Linked DNA regions of Mus musculus: regions 1, 2 and 4 are each linked to region 3. The links are chromatin contacts, called in public HiChIP or PLAC-seq maps. All regions are on one chromosome and are shown on one strand. Each heading gives the region's core, a stretch centred on a gene start, on an enhancer-like site or on the middle of the called end of the contact. The rest is flanking DNA. Distances are from core to core; before and after follow the strand shown. Region 1 overlaps Phactr4 (phosphatase and actin regulator 4). Region 2 overlaps Eya3 (EYA transcriptional coactivator and phosphatase 3). Region 3 holds the start of Atpif1 (ATPase inhibitory factor 1). Region 4 holds the start of Snhg12 (small nucleolar RNA host gene 12).

Region 1 (3,308 bases), core at 101-2,600, 150 kb after region 3:
CTCGGGAGGCAGAGACAGGCAGGTCCCTGAGTTTGAGGCCAGCTTGGTTTACAGAGAACACTTTCTTTTTCACTTTCTGTATTTAGTGATATGTTCAGTGACCTGCTTTATACAAAGCAAAATGAGAATGTGTGTGGGTGTGTGTGTGCGAGTGTGTGTGCATGTTTCAATTGGGTTTAAACCTAGAGCCACATACATGCTTTGGAAACTTGAGGTACATCCCTACTCCTTGTCGTTGTGAATCCTTGAAAGAAAGATGACATATAAATATATTGTTCAACATAATGAAGTTTTTTTGGTTTTTTTTTGAGTGGGGGGGTTTCGAGACAGGGTTTCTCTGTATAGCCCTAGATGTCCTGGAACTCACTTTGTAGACCAGGCTGGCCTCGAACTCAGAAATCCGCCTGCCTCTGCCTCCCGAGTGCTGGGTTTAAAGGCATGCGCCACCACGCCCGGCTCATAATGAAGTTTTAAAAGCATCAAATTAAATTTTAATTTGGAACGCAGTTAGTGGATCTCTGTAAATTTGAGTTTGAGGCCAGCCTGGTCTACAGAGACTGTTCTAGGACACCCAGAGCCATACAGAGAAACCCTCCCTCACATAAAGGAAAACGGAAAAGGAAGTGATTAGCTATGATTTTTAAGCAGCAGAAGAGGCTAAGTGACGGATGATACTTTGTTGAGAGGCTTTCAGGCAGGAGCTTCTCTGTGCTGCTAAAATGTTGGCTGCTTTTCTTTATGATCTTTTCTTTAACATTTTCAGTCCAATTAAAACTTTAGGTGTAGTTTTCCTTTCTTCAGTCAAATAACATTTTCTGATTATTTCCTGGAATGCCTGTAGATGTGCTAACAGGAGATTTACAGGAGTCATATGTGGAGGCACACACCTGTAATTCCAGCACTTAAGAGGTTAAGGCGGGAGGATCACACATTCAAGACCAGACCTAGCAATCCATTGTCTCAAAAAACCTAAACCAGCCCCAAGATGCCTCCTAGGTAACGGTGCTGGAAGCCACTCTTGATGATCTGGTTCAGTCCTGGGGCCCATGCAGTGGAAGCAGAGGAGTGAGCTGCGTCTCTCTCCTCCACGGATGCTCTGTCTGTGTGCTCCTCCCCTGCCTCCACACCCACACAGATGCACAGAAGCTAAATTTAAAAAAAAAAAAATGTAATTGAAAGAAAACAGTAACACAAAGCTACAGTGTCAAAAGGAGATCATTGTGTTCAGTACAAGTGTCAGACTTTTCCTGCCTCCAACATTGTTGCTGCTAGTGGGAAGGGAAGTGCGATTCTGTGATGCAGCAAGCACCTTAACCCCAGGAGTAGGCCACAGAGCCTTTCCTTACCCCTAGATGGCTCCTGAGGCCCCTGGGACAGTGGGTGGGGCGCAGGCTGCATTGTACTGCCTTCCTGCATTTTTGTTATTGCTGCCTTCCTGCTCTACCTTCAAAGCTAACTAAGCCCTGCACATGTGTCATTATGAGGGTCTCGAGACCTTTGACCTCAGTCGTGAACGTGTAGCATGTCACCTATGTTATAGATCCTTACTATCAGGATGTCCCTAAGTAATACTGTGACAGGCAGTAGAACCTCACCTCCACTCTTCCAACTCCTTCCATGTCAGGGCATCTTCTCTAACGCCCTGTCCCCACCTCGTCTCCCAATCTTCCACAGTTATGCAGCGCTCTTTGTGTGTGGGGAGAAAAATGTGATACACAGACACAAGGTGTGAACACTTGATGACTTGCCTGTCCCTGAGTTACTTGAATCGTGGGAATTGCTGAGAGGGTAATATTTAACAGCGATCCCCTCAGTCTCCGGAGGGAGTCCTTGCTTCAGTGATACAGAGCTTATACTGTATTGTGTATGCTAATGATGTCGGCTTGATTCTAGCATCTCCCTAAATTTTCCTCTTAAATGGCTTCTTTAGTGATTTAAGTTTGAGTTTGGGCCTTTGTCCATGTAATGTCCGGAGTGTGACTGTCTGCGTGATTGTCATTGCTCTGATTCTTTCCGACTGCTACAGGAAGAGGGGACATTTTTAGAGGCTATATAAGGATAATAAATTGGCTGTCCCTTCCCGTTCCTCTCCATGAACAGAAGAAGCAGAGCAGCCCTCTGGAGACCCAGGCATGGGCATGGACAGTGTGGAAGCAGGGGACACAACACCTCCCACCAAAAGGAAAAGCAAGTTCTCAGCGTTAGGCAAGATCTTCAAGCCGTGGAAATGGAGGAAAAAAAAAAGCAGTGATAAGTTCAAAGAGACATCAGAAGGTAAGGTACTAAGATTTAAATGTTCTGAGGAGCGAGGGGGGTGCCCACCTAGTTTGAGCAAAGCCCTGGGCTCTTCCCCGATTGCAGAGAACCTGGTGTGCTTGTGCTCTGCAGCTGACCCCACAGAGGGGAGGCGCAGAGATAAAAGGATCAGAAGTTCAAGGTCCTTTTTAGTTAGACATTGAGTTTCAGGCCAACCCGGGCACCAGGAGATCTTGTCTCTAAACAAACAAACAAACAAACAAACAACTAAACAAGGCTTCTATTTTTTTTAAATATTTATTTATTGTTATATGTAAGTATACTGTTGTTGTCTTCAGACACACCAGAAAAGGGCATCAGATCTCATTATGGATGGTTGTGAGCCACCATGTGGTTGCTGGGATTTGAACGCAGGACCTTTGGGAGAGCAGTCGGTGCTCTTAACCGCTGAGCCATCTCGCCAGCCCAAGGCTTCTATTTTTAAGAGTTCCTCATTTGGGCTAAGGAGGTGACTAAGCAGGTAAAGTGCTTGATAGAAACACGAGGACCTCAGTTGGAACCTGCAGGACGCACGTAAAGCCAGCTGCACACACACTGTTGTAATGCAGTGCTTCTGTGGGGCGATGAAAAGATAGGACAGAAAATCCCCAGAGGCCTAAGGGCCAGCTGGTGTGCAGCAACCAACCGAGAGCCTGTCTCAGCCAAAGAGATGAGCCAGAGCTTACTGACCTCCACAATCATCCCATGTCATGCGTGTGCCCAGTGTGCTTGCACACAGGTACATACACGTTGTACATATGCATAAAAAAGAATAATTCCCTGAGTTAGTTGGGCTTGGTGATACAGGCTGTAAATCCCAGCACTTGGAAGATGCAGACTGGAAGAGCCAAGAGTTTAAGGTTATCCTTGGCCACACAGGAAACTCAAAGTCAGCCTGGAAACAATAACAACAAAAGCACTCGTGGGTTCCATTGACTGATGGATTATTTGACTGATTTACCAGATGGGATCCTGTAGCACAGGGCTTGCTTGTATTCTTGACATAGCAAGAA
Region 2 (3,332 bases), core at 414-2,913, 150 kb before region 3:
AAACTGTTTTAGTGGAGCCCACAGTTAAGAGACTTTTAATTGTAAAAAGACTTTGGATTTTAAAAGAGATGGATATTTTAAAGAAATTGAAATTTTAAGAATATGTAAAGACTGTGGGACTTTTAAAGTTATTTAGATCTTGGGGATGAATAAGAATGTAAGGGTTGAGGCTTACTAGTGATGTGTTTGTGTGTCAAGTTGACAAGGGGTCAACTGTACTGGTTAGTTTTGTGTCAACTTGACACAGCTGGAGTTATCACAGAGAAAGGAGCTTCAGTTGAGGAAATGCCTCCATGAGATCCAACTGTAAGGCATTTTCTCAATTAGTGATCAAGGGGGAAAGGCCTCTTGTGGGTGGGACCATCTCTGGGCTGGTAGTCTTGGTTCTATAAGAGAGCAGGCTGAGCAAGCCAGTAAAGAACATCCCTCCATGGCCTCTGTATCAGCTCCTGCTTCCTGACCTGTTTGAGTTCCAGTCCTGACTTCCTTTGGTGATAAACAGCAGCATGGAAGTGTAAGCCGAATAAACCCTTTCCTCCCCAACTTGCATCTTGGTCATGATGTTTGTGCAGGAATAGAAACCCTGACTAAGACACCTGCTTCAGGAGTAAGTTATAATGTGAAAAACTAAAGACACTATCCTTCGAAGATCAAAACAAGGGCTGTGAAAGGAGAGATCCTATATGGGGCTGCACGGCATACAGCTGGGAACGTAAGAGAAACACTGGGCCACTGTGAACGCACATGAACTCAGCTCAGGAGTCAGGCAGGAGGATGAATGTAAGTTGAGAGCAGCCTGGTCTGTGGCGTATCCCAGGAAGCCAGGAGTACAGAGTGAGGTCCTGCTTCAAAAAAAAAAAAAAAAAAAAACTCTCCCACCCAAAACAGAACAGCCCCCTATGAGCCCCAAGGTACGTGTGGACTTAAAGAATAAACACAGCACCAGAGAGACAGTGAGGCACAGGAAGTCAAGGAGGACATTAACTGTAGCCAGAAATCACAGCCCATGGAGACAACAGCAGTCAAAGAAGTTGCTGTAGACAAAGTCTGAGCGTGTTAAAAGCAAAACAAACTCTAAAACACTGAAGACTTGATAGTGATCTTTAAGCACACATATAACAGTGATCAAATAAATCACAGCGGGCATGGTGATAGTGGTGTACACCTTTAACCCTAGAAATTGGGAGACAGAGGCATGAAAACCTCTCTGAGTTCAAAGTCAGCCTGGTCTACAAAGCAAGTTCCAGGACTGCCAGGACTACACAAAGAAATCCTCTTTCAAAAAACATGGAAAGAAAAACAAACCAAACTACAAACAATAGTAAGCAGGTGAGTGGAGGTAGTATTTACTCATGCCACAATAGTTCTGAGTTCCTTCTGAGTGAGTGCCAGGGAGGTGTTAGGCTCTGGGAATATAAAACTGATCAAAAATAGAAAAATAAATCCTGGTCCTTTTTGGAGTGCACACACTAGTGAGAGCATTGGGGAAGGCTGGGGTTAACAGATAATGCCTCAGACAGAACCATACTCCTGGGAGGATTAGCAAGGAACAGAGAAACAGGAGAGCAGCCAGAGTTCTGAGGGCATCCAGCAACAGGGCTCAAGAGTCTACACCATTCCTAGTCGTTCCCCTGATGGGCAAGCTGACCATGGAAAGAAGAGAGGAAGTGAAAGTTGGGTGAATCATCTCAAGGAAGATGAACAAAGGGGCACAGTACCTGGTTTGAGATGCTGGCCACAGCTGCTGCTGGAATATTGGCAATTGCAGATGAAGTGGGTATCAGGCTGGCATTTGTGCTTGAAGCTACAGGATTGAGAGGATTAAGAGATATTAAATGTAATTAGATGTAAACGGCTTAAAGATATGGAAAACAACCCGTTTTAACTGAACATATTGGCAAGGAGACAAAGAATACTGGGTAAAGAGGCAAATGCTGGAAGCTGGAGAGATGGCTCAGTTGTTAAAGAGTACTGGCTGCTCTTCCAGAAAACCTGGGTTCAAGTTCTAGCACCCATATGATGACTCAAAACTGCATGTAACTCCAGGCCCTCCTTCTGGCCTCTGTGGTACCAGGCATACATATGATACACAGACATAGAAGAAACAAAACACCATATACATAAAATCCATTAACAACTTTTTAAAAAAGCAAACACTTGTTTTGCATGCAATACCACAGTGGGGCTTGATTACAAACAAAACCCTGGAGGATTTGCTTCAATTTGAGTCTATGGGAAGTCCTAGACGGATGCATCACAGCTCACACTGACGCACCACACCAGTGAAGTCAGCACTAAGTCAAATCATCCTAGTCTTTTCTAGAAGCTGAAGAATGACTCCCCTGCACGTGACGTGACAGTCTGTAGAGCTCTGGTGAGTCCGATGTTGTGGTATTGTTTATGGCCATTTGCCCCGAATTATGTCTCTGCTGAGGGACATACTTACATTGAGAAATAAAGCTAACTCCCCCACCTCTAAAATGCTTACAACGGCTATATTCAAATAATGGGTTATTAGTGTGGGTCAGAAAGCACTATGAGGACCAGCAGGATGGCTTAGCAGGTAATGCTGCCTGGTGCTAACCTGAGAACCTGAGGCAGAGAGGCCTGGGGTCCACATAGTGGAAGGAGAGCTCTGACTTCGAGCTGTCCTCTGACCTTCACACGTGTATTGCGGTGTTCGTACACACACACACAAATGTAATAAAAAATTTTAACACCACTATGATTTGTTATTTAGAAACTTTATCAATAAACCCTCAAAGACTCAGAAGATTAAAAAATCTCATCTGGTCAGGTAAAAATGTATTCTATCAAATAACTACTTAGAATGTCTTTAAATTTTACATATTTTTGTAAAAACAGAATCTATCAGGTTCTAAGCTCAAACTTCAGTGATTAGGAAATAGCACATGGCTTTGCTCAGGTGACAGGGTAGTAGTCAGTGTTGCCAGGCATCAGTTCTGAACTCTTCTCTCTCACGACAAGCAGGGAAACACGGTTCCTGCTGCAGCCACCCACCAGAAGGACCAAATTGAGCAGCACAAAGTTCTCCAGGGGAAAGCCAGCAAGAAAACCTCCACTAAGAACAGAATTCAGGGAAAATGAAGTAGGAAGTACGCAGGGCAGACCAGAACCAGGTTCTGGAGGGCACTGTGCTGAAAACCACGTCTAGACAAGGACAGTCACTGCTCCTGCCGCAAGCTCAGCCCGCTGAAGAGCTTGGGCCAGAGAAGAGTGTTCAGTCCAGTTGATAATCCCAGTGGTCAAAAGTCAACTGGATCTCCTACCTCCTCCTCTGGTGTCCTTTCCTCAGTCTCTGAAATCTACAG
Region 3 (3,444 bases), core at 693-3,192:
TTGAAAGGCAAAATGCACACTGAACCATGACCTATGAGCAACATTCAACACCATTATGAAGGACTTACGAGGTGGCTCAGTTGGTGGAGTTCTTGCCTAGCATGCACAAGATCCTGGGTTTGACCCTTGGCAAAAGAAAACGGCTGGGTGTGGTGGCTCATTCCTGTACACGAGCACTTAGGAGGCTGAAGCAGGAGAGTGAGCCCTAGTTCCAAGCAGCCTACACTGCGAAGTGAGTAAAGCCACCTAAGCTTCATTGGGTACTTGTCTTAAAAACAAAAGGACAAGCAGGGTGATGGCGGCAACCATCTTTGACAGACACGGGTGGGTGATCTCTGTGAGTTCAAGGCAAGCCTGGTCTACAAAGCACCAGGACAGCTAGGGTTGTACAGGGAAACTCTTGTCTCAAAAAGCCAAAACTAAATTTAAAAAAATATAATAAAAACACAAGAGGGCTAAATCAGAGTCCGTGCTGATTGTCAATGTTGCACCGGGAAGCACAGGCCTTTCTTCTCTGTTTCCTGCCTGAGGATGTCAACTGCCCTGCCTCCATTTTCCACCAAGATGGACCAAAATTTCTCCAACTGTGAGCAATGCAAAATATGCTAACAATGTGAAGGAAAAAAATATTTCCTAACATAAAAAAAAAATTTTTTTTTTGTTTTTGTTTTTTGAGACAGGGTTTCTCTGTGTAGCCCTGGCTGTCCTGGAACTCATTCTATAGACCAGCCTGGCCCTGAACTCAGAAATCCGCCTGCCTCTGCCTCCCAAGTGCTGAATTAAAGGCATGAACCACCATCGCCCGGCTTACAAGTATTCTTATAAGCACAAGAGATAATGGCTCTGGTCCCAGCACTTTGGAGGCTGAAGCAAGAGGGTCCAACCTGGGCTACCAGAAAGTACTTAATTCGAAAACGACTGCTTTATAATTTTCAAGCTGCTTTTTTATACACGAAACCCTTTAATCGTCGTGAAAACTCTTACAATGTTAACTTGCCAGTGTGGGAACTGATGTCTTGAAATTTCAACAGCAGTTAGGCTAATTGCCTTGCGAGAACGCAATATGTGGGCCTCTGACGCCAGATAGCTAACTTTAACTCAGTTTATTCATTCATTTAATCAACGGATATATGCGAAACATCCACCACGCATTAGGCACTGGCGATGCAAATGTCAACAAGGCTCAGAGCAAGTTCACTCCTGTCCTACCTGACACCAAGAACGTATGCACCCTCTTAAGAGGTTCGTCATGTTAAAGATGGAGGGTTCACATACGCATTCTTGTCCCGATGAACAGTGCTCAGCACTGATAAGACCGCAGAAATCGCCACTCGCACAATTCATGGCAGAGGAGTGGGACAAGGGCCTCCTTCCTGTTTACAAATAAAAGTGGGTGCGCCGCAGCTCGGCCTCCGCCAGCCGGAGACTCCACCGCCAGCAGGCTGCACCGCGCGACCAGCAGCTCGCCGGGCCCCTCTCCGGGTCTGGGTCCACAGGCCCAGCCGCCCCGCCGCGTTCCGGGGACCTCAGTAGCCACAGTGGCGGTCGCGCATGCACTCCGCAGCCGATCCGCAGTCCCCAGGCCAGACGGCGCGGGCCAACGGTCCCAGGAGGCGCCTCGCCGGCCCCAGCCGCGGCGGACGAAGCCGGAGCACGGTCGTCCTAAGGCCACCATCCTTACTCCGGGCTCACCTCACTGTAGAAGGTCATAAATGCCTCCTCTGTGCTGCCTCCGCCACCCGAAGCACCACTCTCTCCCGAAGCCGCCATTTTCCCGGCTAACCACCACGTGACCGTTCTGCGCAAGCGCAGCCTCACGTAACCACCCAAGCCCGCCTTCCCGGACTCCCCGCCCGCCAGCTGAACTTAAAGGGGCCGAGACCTCTTTTTTTTTTTTTTCGGTTTTAGTTTTGGTTTTTCAGAATAAGGATAAAGTTTCATAGTGTTGCCCTGGTTGTCTCCAGTCTCTGACAGAAAGAAATCTGTTGTCTCTGGATATACCTATTATTATTCTGGACATTTCCCATGGATGGAATCTACTTATACAATTCTTATTTAGGTTTTTTTCATGTGACAGTTTTTTGGTTTTTTTGACCCAGGATTTCTCTGTGTAGCCTTGGTTGTCCTGGAATTCTCTCTGTAGACCAGGCTGACCTCAAACTCACAGAGATCTACATGACTCCCTGGAGTGCTGGAACTGGCCTGGGTAACCACCATGTACCAGTTTTTTAAGAGTTTATCCCAGTGGAGCCTATCCTGGTACTCCAGAGGCAGAGGTAGGCAGATCTTCTGAGTTTGGGGCCAGCCTAGTCTCTATAGTAAGTTTCAGGACAGCCAGGCCTGTGAAAAAAAAACTGTCAAAAAAATTTTTTTTTTTTTTACTGCATTTTATGGTGGCATCCAATTCCTCAAAGGTATGTCTATGCTATGATTTGTTGACCTCTTCAGTAGTTCAACATTTGGGGTCTTCTCACCTTTGGACCACTGTGAAATAGTATTATGAAGCTGGACATATGCCTGTAACCCCAACTCTGGGGAGGTGGAGACGGAAAGATGAGAAATTGGCTTCTTCACTGCGAGTTTGAGGCCATCCCGAGTTACAACAGATCTCATTGAGGTAGGGACAAAATCGGAAAATGGGATGGAAGCAATTATGAGCATGCATGTATAAGGATCTGTGCTTGGAGTTTGTTATTTAATTTTTAAAATTATACTTACTTATTAGTGGGGGCACAGTGTCACAATGCACATGGAGAGGTCAGGGAGAACAACTTTCAAGAGTCCGTTCTCTCCTTTCACCATTGGGGCCCAGCACTAGCCCTATGTGTGGGGGGCGGGGGGGGTGCGGGGGGGGAGTGTATGGGGGGGTGTGGGTGTTTATTCGTTTGTTTCTGAAAACAGGATCTTGTTATGAAGCCCTGGCTGGCCCAGAATTCCCTTTGTCGAATAGGCTAGATTAAGCTAGATTAAGCTCTTCCTGTGTGCCTCAGGAGTGCTGGGATTACAGGTTTGTACCACCAGTTCGCTTGATGTTCTTTTCAGTGTCCTTGTAGCCCGTCACCAAGTTATTAGGTCCATTCACCGACACATTGATACAGTTCAAAATTACTAATTCACTACCTACTAAGGCTCTGATGGCTTCACAAAGTAAACTGTGAGAAAGAACTCAGAAGCAAGGATAAAAAAAAATTGCTGTCAGGATGACTAGGAAGGTCAAAGAAGGGTTTCTCTGAGAAAGTGACATTTAAGGTGAGAGAAGGCACTGCAGTGGCAATATAACCAAAGAACAAGAACACCTCTTAAGAGATAAACACGATTTCATATGTATAAACAGAGGTTTGAGGTCGATATCCAGGCTGTCGGCATCCTAGGCATGGCTACCACAAACTTTGTGTTTCCCCAATCTATTCATGTCCATAGGGCTTGCCATCGTGTACATTTTTA
Region 4 (3,472 bases), core at 844-3,343, 230 kb after region 3:
CCTAAGAACTGGTCTCAGTCCCATATCCGCATTTCTCATCCATAGATGTCCACTGATAATGGGTTTCATCATGGACCAGTGTCTGTACTCATGCAATGTTCAATTGACAAATACCAGCCAACATGGCACACATCTTTGCCCCAGATGTGAACAGCTAACTAGTTCAGACATAAATTATGGAGGTGGCTTATAGATGGCTAGCCACTATGCAAACCTGAATTTCTGCTATACTACTTAGGAAAAGGGTTAACAATCCTTAAGCTTACCCAACAAGTGTAGACCAAATCATATATAATGGCTGCTTCACTGGTTACATGGCCCTTAAAAAAAAAAAACCATGAAAGTAAGCCATTACTCAGCAATACTGATCAGTTCTCAAGTTTTCCCACTTCAAAGCCCAGGCATGTCTGAGTCTGGCCTGCTGCTCTACAGCAGACTGCATCGCTGTGAGGCCAGCTTCAGGGTGCTCTTCCTCCTTAACGACCACCAAGACCAGCGTCAAGATCCGATGGGAAAGGGAAACCGGAGGGTCAGGCTGTCTTAGCCAGCAATTACCTTAGTGTTAGGAGCCTGACAGGCCGTCTTCTCAGACTCTTCCAAGAAATAAGCTCAAGTGTAACCTGCAGAAGAAACATTTGTTGTAAATACCACAGAACAATAGCCTCACAGGTAGAGGGCGCTCAACTTGAGGCCTGATATACATATATAGGAAAGATGAGTGGCAGCTGCAGGCACTGTGCTGACCTGAGCTGTCAAAGTCTCTCCATTACTCTGGCATGCAGTTGGAGATCCCATGGCTACAGGCAGCCACAGCCCTTGGAAACATGCCTCAGGTCTCCCCGGGTAGTGCAACTAAACGGAGCTTACCAGACCCTTCTGCTGTATCGTTGTCCATTATCTTCTGGTCTCCCTCCTCACAATCTTCATCAACAGCTAAGATGAATGGCAACAGAATTAGCCACAATAATCTTGTTCCATATTCCCAGTCATTACCTTATAGGGACTGTGACAGTGACCAAGGCATTGTTTATTTACCAATAGATGATCAATACAGGCCTGAATTGTAAATCAGATTGAGCTCACTCACCGGTCTACCTCCTATCCCCTCCCACCCCCCCCAGGAATAAAAGCCTAAAGATTGCTACATACTCCAGAGAAATAGTAAGGTGAAGCTGTCATTTTCCACAATGTTGCAGATCAGTTACAGGAAACAGAACTGCGACCGTCAAGGAAAATTCTTTCTCTGGGCCACCTTTTTGACCACAGCAGCTATGTAGAAGCTGCTGCAGCTTCGATAAGGGCCACAGACAGCGATAGCAATTGCTAGACCTCAAACCCACAAGCCACATGCCTCACCACTGCCTACTAGAGAGACGCCTGAAAAGGCAATCCTGTGGGCTCCGATGGCTCCTAGTTCAATACGTGAAGCTTTAGACATTGGGATAGGTTCCTGACTATAACCCAAAGCAGTCTCAAATTAATGACCCTACCGCCTACAAACGCTTTTTAACGCGCTGTGGACATCAGGTTTAGCTGAATAAAATGGCGGCTTTTTGCAATCAGAAAGCGAGAAAGCCGAGGTTGTATAATCCTTGCCCAACTCTGTAGGGCCCATTATCCTGACTTTTTTTTTTTTAAGGCTTTAATACTATGGTTGACATAGCGATCGCCTAGCACGTGGTAGGACCCAAATTCCACCCAACATAGGAGCGAGGTTAATCACAAAAAGGTCGCTCGGAGGTAATGGTCACAGGCCCTTCCATTGGCGTCATCCTAATAAGGTTACTGCACCCAAGCACGTAATCCAGTAAAGGCACAAATGCTCTTACCAGATCCCGTCACCCCCAAGCCTACAACACTCACGGGTCAAAAGGCGTGGGGCCCTGAGTTATCACTGCGCATGTGGCCATAACCCGTGCTTCCTTGGACCAGACGGAAAAATCCGGTCCCTTCCCGGCAGGCTCGGTATCTCACGAATCATCCGGAGAGGCGGACGGAGCTGGTGGGCTGGGAAGATGGGGGGCGGGCAACGTTGGGTAGAAGTACAAGGCGCCATAACGAAAACAGACAGGGACCGCGGATGAAGCGAGAAAGGACTGAGAACGGCCTGCACCAGGATTATATACTCTCGCGCCCTCTACTGAGTCTGCGTCATCCACCTGACGCACGGCGCCTCTGGGAAATGTAGTTCTTAGCAAAGCCGGGTTCCTGCTCCTTGTCTGGCCCTGATAGTGGTTTCGACCCAGGCCAGAGCGCTCAACTCAAATCTCTGACCAACTGCCATCACTATGGATTAAGTTCCCGGGCGACTTTGAATTACACCGATCTTAGAAAGGGTTTTCCACATTTGGATGTGCTTAATAAAGAGATTTTGCAAATTAAAAAAAGAGAAGAAAAAAAAAAATGGAGTTTTCCCCCGGAGCATCCCGGGATGGCCTAGAGGGTAACAGCATGCTGGCAGATCTTCTTAAAGAATGACCCTCAGAAGCCAGGCGTGGGGGCGCACGCATTTAATCCCAACACTCGGGAGGCAGAGGCAGGCAGATTTCTGAGTTCGAGGCCAGCCTGTTCTACAAAGTGAGGTCCAGGACAGCCAGGGCTACCCAGAGAAACCCTGTCTCAAAAAACCAAAATTTTGTTCTTCTTTTTTTCTTTTCTTTTCAAAGATTTATTTATTTATTTGATGTATATATGAGTACACTGTCACTGTCTTCAGACACACCAGAAGAGGGCATTAGATCCAATTACAGGTGGTTATGAGCCACCATGTGGTTGCTGGGATTTGAACTCAGGACCTTTGGAAAAGCAGCCAGTGCTCTTAACTGCTGAGCCATCTCTCCAGCCCACCTTTTTTTTTTTTTTTTCTATTTTATTTTCTTTGATAGGGGAATATAGTTTATTTGGCTTATAATTCCAGATTGCAGTCCTTCATGACAGGAAAGTCACGGTCGGGGGTCCGGGGGGATGGCTAGCAGGTTGTATCACGTCTACAGTTTAAAGTAGAGAGGTGACATTTTCTTTTCTTTTTTTGTTTTGTTTTGGTTTGGTTTTGGTTTTACAACACAGGGTTTCTCTGTAGAGCTCTAGCTGTCCTGGAACTCACTTTGTAGGCCAGGCTGGCCTCAAACTCAGAAATCCTCCTGCCTCTGCCTCCCGGGTGCTGGGATTAAAGCCATGCACCACCACACCCGGTAACATTTTCTTTTTTTTTTTATTTTTTGTTTTTATTTTACACAGCATCTCACTAGTTTGTCCAGGCAGACCTCAGCCTCTCAAGTAGCTGGAATTACAAGCATCCTTCCAGGTCCAATTTCTTTCCTTCCCCAATGTTAGGAAGGGTGTCACTGGACTTACCACATGCTGCTCCCAAGCTATTCCCCTTAGCTCCTACATACACCTGAAAAAATAGGTTTCCAGGCAGGAGAGATGGCTCAGCAGTTAAGAGCACTGACTGCTCTTACAAAGGTCCTGA

What was found. HiChIP or PLAC-seq counts read pairs in DNA pulled down with a chosen protein or histone mark.
Region 1: a contact with region 3 is called in an H3K4me3 HiChIP or PLAC-seq map of embryonic stem cells, with 13 read pairs. The contact joins the enhancer-like site here to the promoter of Atpif1 in region 3. A contact is called at or near these places in 1 of 484 Hi-C or Micro-C datasets (bone marrow-derived macrophages), 10 of 115 datasets of contacts at active chromatin or transcription factors (bone marrow-derived macrophages, craniofacial prominence, embryonic limb bud and 5 more) and 3 of 9 other capture datasets (adipose tissue, liver and pancreatic islet).
Region 2: an H3K4me3 HiChIP or PLAC-seq map of bone marrow-derived macrophages shows a contact between it and region 3, with 4 times the contacts expected there. The contact joins the enhancer-like site here to the promoter of Atpif1 in region 3. A contact is called at or near these places in 5 of 39 promoter capture datasets (the C10 cell line, the HPC-7 cell line, cranial neural crest and 2 more), 1 of 15 datasets of contacts at CTCF or cohesin (large pre-B cells), 13 of 484 Hi-C or Micro-C datasets (the 3T3-L1 cell line, the C10 cell line, the CH12 cell line and 8 more), 8 of 115 datasets of contacts at active chromatin or transcription factors (the 230-238 cell line, the HPC-7 cell line, the SCID.adh cell line and 4 more) and 4 of 9 other capture datasets (adipose tissue, embryonic stem cells, liver and 1 more).
Region 4: an H3K4me3 HiChIP or PLAC-seq map of embryonic stem cells shows a contact between it and region 3, with 22 read pairs. The contact joins the promoter of Snhg12 here to the promoter of Atpif1 in region 3. A contact is called at or near these places in 7 of 39 promoter capture datasets (the C10 cell line, the HPC-7 cell line, cranial neural crest and 3 more), 4 of 484 Hi-C or Micro-C datasets (B cells, CD8 T cells, embryonic stem cells and 1 more), 21 of 115 datasets of contacts at active chromatin or transcription factors (the 230-238 cell line, the SCID.adh cell line, bone marrow-derived macrophages and 12 more) and 2 of 9 other capture datasets (adipose tissue and liver).

The regions. Positions count from the first base shown.
Region 1 is chr4:132,385,858-132,389,165 of GRCm38.p6, reverse strand. Phactr4 (phosphatase and actin regulator 4) reads left to right here. Exons shown (of 13, transcript NM_001161797.1): 3 at 2,101-2,274. Among named protein-coding and RNA genes, the nearest start is that of Snhg3, 34 kb to the right of the region's middle. Within about 2 kb of position 1,350, at least 16 of the 459 cell types and tissues checked have an H3K27ac peak or open chromatin away from gene starts, as enhancers often do. A contact at or near this core is called in embryonic stem cells, where this site is marked.
Region 2 is chr4:132,688,177-132,691,508 of GRCm38.p6, reverse strand. It overlaps Eya3 (EYA transcriptional coactivator and phosphatase 3), which reads right to left. Exons shown (of 17, transcript NM_210071.2): 7 at 1,719-1,804. Among named protein-coding and RNA genes, the nearest start is that of Xkr8, 43 kb to the left of the region's middle. Within about 2 kb of position 1,663, at least 3 of the 459 cell types and tissues checked have an H3K27ac peak or open chromatin away from gene starts, as enhancers often do. A contact at or near this core is called in bone marrow-derived macrophages, where this site is marked.
Region 3 is chr4:132,533,912-132,537,355 of GRCm38.p6, reverse strand. Atpif1 (ATPase inhibitory factor 1) reads left to right here and starts at 1,942. Exons shown (of 4, transcript NM_007512.4): 1 at 1,942-2,617; 2 at 3,421-3,444. Dnajc8 (DnaJ heat shock protein family (Hsp40) member C8) reads right to left here and starts at 1,797. Exons shown (of 9, transcript NM_172400.3): 1 at 1,693-1,797. The coding sequence starts at 1,770.
Region 4 is chr4:132,307,299-132,310,770 of GRCm38.p6, reverse strand. Snhg12 (small nucleolar RNA host gene 12) reads right to left here and starts at 2,093. Exons shown (of 5, transcript NR_029468.1): 1 at 1,864-2,093; 2 at 868-933; 3 at 556-620; 4 at 267-320. It overlaps Snora16a (small nucleolar RNA, H/ACA box 16A), which reads right to left and starts at 1,306; the gene lies at 1,171-1,306. Snora44 (small nucleolar RNA, H/ACA box 44) reads right to left here and starts at 818; the gene lies at 702-818. Snora61 (small nucleolar RNA, H/ACA box 61) reads right to left here and starts at 464; the gene lies at 403-464. It also overlaps Snord99.